Linked DNA regions of Mus musculus: region 1 is linked to region 2. The links are chromatin contacts, called in public HiChIP or PLAC-seq maps. All regions are on one chromosome and are shown on one strand. Each heading gives the region's core, a stretch centred on a gene start, on an enhancer-like site or on the middle of the called end of the contact. The rest is flanking DNA. Distances are from core to core; before and after follow the strand shown. Region 1 holds the start of Rhov (ras homolog family member V). Region 2 holds the start of Plcb2 (phospholipase C, beta 2).

Region 1 (2,842 bases), core at 280-2,779, 540 kb before region 2:
TGGTATGGGTACTGAAGAAATGTCCCAGCAGTTAAGAACACTTGTTGCTCTTGCAGAGGACATGAGTTTGGTTCCAAGTACTTTATAACTGCTAACAACCTTTTGTAACTCCAGTTCCAGGGAATCTGACATTCTATTCTGGTCTTCTTGGGTACTGCATACATGTGGTACATAGACATACATGCAGACAAGACACCTATACACATAAAAATAAGTCTTTAAAAATATTCAAAATAGGGCTGGTGAGATGGCTCAGTGGGTAAGAGCATCCGACTGCTCTTCCAAAGGTCCGGAGTTCAAATCCCAGCAACCACATGGTGGCTCACAACCATCCGTAACGAGATCTGACTCCCTCTTCTGGAGTGTCTGAGGACAGCTACAGTGTACTTATGTATAATAAATAAATAAATAAATAAATAAATAAATAAATAAATAAATAAATAAATCTTTAAAAAAATATTCAAAATATATTTGATAATGACAGTATAAAATCCATTGTGAAGTTCCACACCTTTTGTCTGAATGGCTATTCTATCTGTATAGAAGTTCATTGGCCATCGGTCATCTCTCCAGCCCATTTATATGTGTGTGTGTGTTGTGTGTGTATACGTGTGTGTGTGTGTGTGTGTGTGTGTGTGTAGCTAGACATTACATAGGGCTCGACAGGCACTCTACCATAGATGACATCACCAGCCCCTATAATATATGTATGTGTATATATTTTTGTTTCTTTGTTTTGAGACAGAGTTTCACTCTAGTCCTAACTGGCCTAGAACTTACTATGTAGACCAAGTTGGCCTCAAACACACAAGATCCTTATGCCTCTCTCTGCTCCTCCCTCTGTTCCTGCCACCCCAGTGCTGGGAATAAAGATGTGGACCAGCCCCATGCCATGGTATTTGTTTATTTGAGACAGGGTCTCACATTATAGTCCATCTGACTCTGTATCACAGAAGATGGCCTTGAACTTGTGATCCTTCTAGGGTGCTGGGGTTAGAGGAATGCACCGCCAAGCCAGTACTAGGATCAGACCCAGGACTTTATATGCTAGGCAAGCACTCTGAGCTACATTCTCAGCTTCAATCTCAGTATATTAACAAAATAGTTTATTAGTAAAATTACTATTCTGATGTTTAGTACTTGTACATATATATATATATATATATATATATATGTATATATATACATATATATATATGTGTGTGTGTGTGTGTGTGTGTTACTAACTTAGAAGAGATGAATGTGATGTGTTTAATTTGAACATGCAGTATTATGGATTCTGTAGCTGCATCTTCCTACTAACAATAAATTGTGGATTTACCAAAATATCATATGCCCGGTCTTTGTCCTTGTACCTTCGTGGAGCCTGGTTTTCATATTCCTTTCTTTTCTGGATGCTTGGTTTTTTTTCTGGGTGTTCTGCAGAGGGAGGCTCCAGGTCGGTGGGCGGGGTCCGGGGCACTAGGGACATGCAGATGAGGTGGGCGGGACCCAACTTATATACCTTCTGTCAGCCTCTAGCGGGCGTGCCCAGCTTGGACAGATTGTCAGCGTCCGGCTGCGGAACCTGCTTCCCCGAGTGCCGCGGAGCCTGGTCCGGGCTGGCCCCTCTGCTACCCCAGGAGCGGACCATGCCGCCGCGGGAGCTAAGCGAGGCCGAGCCACCGCCTCTCCCGGCCTCGACCCCTCCTCCGCGGCGGCGCAGCGCCCCTCCGGAGCTGGGCATCAAATGCGTGCTGGTGGGCGATGGCGCGGTGGGCAAGAGCAGCCTCATCGTCAGCTACACCTGCAATGGGTACCCCGCGCGCTATCGGCCTACAGCACTAGACACCTTCTCCGGTATGTTCTATAGCCCCGGGGCCCCTGAGGATGGGAAGGGTTGTGCATTCAGTAGCCTGCTGGCGGGAGGGTACGGAAGACCCCGGGAGCAGGCCCGGAGGTGGCGCTGGTGAGGCCTGCAGGAGGGACGAGGATGCTGTGCCTAAGTCATGCTTTCCCCTCCCCACCTCTGCAGTGCAAGTCCTGGTCGATGGAGCCCCTGTGCGAATCGAGCTTTGGGACACCGCAGGGCAGGTGAGAACCTGGGTGTAGCCTTCCTTGGGCAAGGGGTTGGAGAGGGTTGGAGGCTGGGAGGATCCCTGCGTGGAGTGGGAATGGAATAGGCTTTGGGCTTTAGCACTTTTAGGTCTCCACCCCCAAGGGAGAAGCAGATTCTGGTTCCAATGTGGAGGGAATGATGTTGCTAACAACTAGCCTTGCCACCCCAGGAGGACTTTGACCGGCTTCGTTCTCTCTGCTACCCGGACACCGATGTCTTTCTGGCTTGCTTCAGCGTGGTGCAGCCCAGCTCCTTCCAAAACATAACAGAAAAATGGCTGCCTGAGATCCGCACTCACAACCCCCAAGCACCCGTGTTGCTGGTGGGCACTCAGGCTGACCTAAGGGACGATGTCAATGTACTAATTCAGTTGGACCAAGGAGGCCGGGAGGGCCCAGTACCACAACCCCAAGCCCAGGGTCTGGCTGAGAAGATCCGCGCCTGCTGCTACCTTGAGTGCTCGGCCTTGACGCAGAAGAACTTGAAGGAGGTGTTCGACTCGGCCATTCTCAGTGCGATTGAGCACAAAGCCCGTCTGGAGAAGAAACTGAACGCAAAAGGTGTGCGCACGCTGTCTCGCTGTCGCTGGAAGAAGTTCTTCTGCTTTGTGTGAGCAGCTATGGCAAGAGATAGGCGGGTGGCCTGAGACTTCTGGACCCCGAGACATCGGGTACTGGCAGGGCCTGGCCAACCCCTGGAACTCAGTTCTCTATTGAACACAGGGCACATGGGCCTCAAAGCTGT
Region 2 (3,298 bases), core at 476-2,975:
AGGTGCAAAGAACCCAGAATTCTTTGAAGGAGGAACAGAGACACCCCTCCTCCCTTCTAGGCTTTCTTCCAGGCCTATGGCTGCAGGCAAGACAGGAAGGAGGAACTTGGAAATGGGGACTAGCTCCGTGCAGGTGACAGGTGTAGGCTTTGGGAAGGGGCAGGGATTTCCCTTGCAAAATTCATTCAAACAGACAGGAAACCTGATCCCACAGAGACAGCCAGATGTGCAGGGGCTCCCAGGAGTCTCCCAGGGAGATCCAAGGCTGAAGGCAGGGCTTGAGGAGAGACACTGAGGGAGGGGTTGGAACACCTGTCACCTGCAGGAGTTTGGGAGCCGGTTTCCAGGCCGTTCATTCAGATCTGGTCTTAGAATTGCTTTTCTGGGGACAATTAATTTCTAAGCTAGCTTTCTTTGAGAAGTTCACTACTTTTATTGGGGGTGGGGTGGGAGGTGGGCAGGCTCTCTTGTAGCCTAGTCTTGAACTCCTGACCCCATCCCTCTAGTGCCAGAGACCCACAGTTTACCTTTTGATTCTCACTAACCCTAACTAACCTGTTCATCTAAACCTGTTCTCTCTTGCCCGCCCCTACTCTCATGCACTGGCTCCTAGCCAGTAGTTCCAGGGCCTGGAGAGGGTAGTTCACAGTTGTCAGGGGTGGCACACAGACCCCTGATGGGACCTGTTGCAGAAGGCCAGGGCCTCAGAGGGGAAGGAAATCATGGGTTAAGCTTCTAGCCTCCCCAACGGTGCTAAGCCATTTGATAAGAGTGCATTATTAGGTAAGAGGAAGTGACTGGGGCCTGAGCTGGGCTGGAACTGAGCCTCTGGGATAGATATGGACGATGTAAGGATCACAACACCTAGAACCGAACTGGGTTAGAGTGGGCTAAACCCTGAACAGGGGGCTAGAGCAGGCTCTGGTCTGCCTCTCAGAACCTCTCTCCTCCAGGATCTGTGTGTGAGGCAACACAGTGCATGAAGGAACACTCCAGTGCTGGCGGCAGCAAAGGGCCTCTTAGGCTGTGAGGCAGCTGCTGGGCAGTGGAGTTTTTAGGTATTCATTGAAAGGTTCAAAGATGCAGAGAAGTGTCATGGGTGAGAGGCATACTGCCTCACCTGGCTCTCATTTTCATGGGGAGGAAGCACTGAGAAAGAGGAGCTGGGTGTCCGAGAGACTTTGCTTATTCAAAACACTCAGTGCCAGCTGGGACCCGGCCCATCCCTGACTCCCACTTCCAGATCCCGCCCTCTGAGGACAGAACCCCTGCTCTGTGGAGGACCCTTTTCCTAAAGAACTGTTTGTGTTCTTGCCTCAGCCCAAGGCTCAGGAATGGTATCTCCCACCCCCCTCCATGATATATCACTTTCTTCCATTGGCGGGGGGGGGGGGTGTGTAAATCTGAGTAAAGCCTGTCTTTGTAACGGGGTCCTGGCCCCAACATTTCTAGATCTCATAGCCCGCCCCTCAGTTCACAGCAGCCCAGAGAAGGAAGCCCAGAGCAGGAAGTGCTGAGGCAGGGGGTGGGGGAGGAACTCCCAGGAGGGGAGCTCAGCCCCCTTGGGCAAAACAGCTACTGCAGCCCCCGGCTTCAGGAGGAGGAGGAGGAGGAGGCTGATTTACAAGGCAGATCAACTGGGCCCTGGCCTGAAGCTCTGAGTCCTGCATCCAGCTACTGCCACCCCGCAGGCTATAAGAGCACCCGACTTCCGGACCAGTACTGGGCGGGTGCCATGTGAGCCTAGCCTAAGCTTCCTCTCCTGTTCACCCTTCTTCCTTCTCTTCTCCTGTCCCCTGGAGAGGTTTGCCCAACCTCTCCAAAGAGGGACACTTGACATCATGTCTTTGCTCAACCCTGTTCTATTGCCCCCTAACGTGAAGGCATATCTGAGCCAAGGGGAGCGCTTCATCAAGTGGGACGATGTGAGTAGGGTTCGCCTCCCCCCCCTCAAATCCCCAGCCCCCGGGACGGTGGGGGCTGGGCTGCTTGGGAGCTTTGCAGAACGGAGGGTTGGTTTATGTCTTCCCAGCACCCAGGCGCCTATGTGTCTGTCACAACAGTCTATCTAGATAAACAAGTCTGGGGTGAGGGTGGGTGCTCCTGGCTGCTGTAGGGAAGGAAGCCTCTGTGTTTGGGAATAAGAGAGGGGGCTATGTGTGTTTGTGTGTGTGTGTGGGGGGGAGTCAGAGTCAGAAATCTTTGGACCTGATTTGCCCTTTTCAAATCCCCGAAGATGATAAAGGTTTGTTTCTAGTAACTTCAGTGTTGGTAGGGGGAATGCATGTCCCTCTCCTCCCACCTCAGCTGAGATCAGGAAGAGAGGTCAGTCAGGTCCTCTTCCCAGCACGGACACCCCAAATTTGCTCTGGCAGGAGGCCCATAACCAGCTGCACCATCCCAGTGTGCAGAACAAACTGTGTCCTGTCCCAGGGAAGCCATATTCTATCTCAAGCTACTACTGTGGCAAGAGTTACAAAAGGGCCGTGGATCCAGTTGAAAACGGGAGGCTCAAAGACTGGGGTCTGAGAAGGAACTTACTGACTTCTGCTTCCCCCATGGTGGCTCAGCTCAGCTCAGCCTTCTATTACCTGCCAACCTGTCATCCGGCCGGGGAGGGAAGACCATCTGCACCCCAGCCCAGAGTCTGCGCCTTCCTAACTCGTCTCTGGTCCTTCTGGGCTGAAGACACAGCCACTAACCATAGAATCTTTTGGTCTAAGAAGAATAAAATGAGAACTGTCACTCAGAGAGGGATAGGCCTCCTTAAGAGTGCTCTAGCCTGGCCTCAGGAAGGCCTGATGTTCTCAACAGCGCATGACATTTAGGAGGTCACCTACAATTACTTCAGCTCCCTGGATTGGCTAGTCTAGTTTCTCTATGAACTGAGGGGAGTCTGAAGCTAGACCCTTCAGGGCTTTGTTACGTTAAGGCATCTGGCTGTCAAAACTGTGGGGATGGGGCCCTGGCATGAAATGCTTTCTGTTTCTCTAGAAGTTGGTCTCTAGAAGTTTTGGTTGGTGTGGCATGGTGGTGGCATGCTGGTGACATGGTGGTGATGTGGCGTGTCTCAGAGTCTATGGAAGGAGGAAAATGACTCACAATGAAAAGTGAAGTGACTCTCTCAGTTCCTCTGGGAAGCCTGTATAACCTGAGGGGGGCTGTAGGTCATCAGGGATAAGGCATGTGATTCTTTCTCCAACCTGTGTGTCTGGTTGACCAATTCCCTTCCCCAACCCAGAGTGCTGTGTGGTCCCTGAACTCTGACTTGCATGAGCAAGAATGTCCCAAGCCCAGG

What was found. HiChIP or PLAC-seq counts read pairs in DNA pulled down with a chosen protein or histone mark.
Region 1: a contact with region 2 is called in an H3K27ac HiChIP or PLAC-seq map of microglia, with 7 times the contacts expected there. The contact joins the promoter of Rhov here to the promoter of Plcb2 in region 2. A contact is called at or near these places in 1 of 39 promoter capture datasets (liver) and 3 of 115 datasets of contacts at active chromatin or transcription factors (bone marrow-derived macrophages, memory CD8 T cells and microglia).

Annotation. Positions count from the first base shown.
Region 1 is chr2:119,269,913-119,272,754 of GRCm38.p6, reverse strand. Rhov (ras homolog family member V) reads left to right here and starts at 1,529. Exons shown (of 3, transcript NM_145530.2): 1 at 1,529-1,839; 2 at 2,015-2,073; 3 at 2,268-2,842. The coding sequence starts at 1,632. The coding sequence ends at 2,711.
Region 2 is chr2:118,726,865-118,730,162 of GRCm38.p6, reverse strand. It overlaps Plcb2 (phospholipase C, beta 2), which reads left to right and starts at 1,725. Exons shown (of 32, transcript NM_177568.2): 1 at 1,725-1,925. The coding sequence starts at 1,842.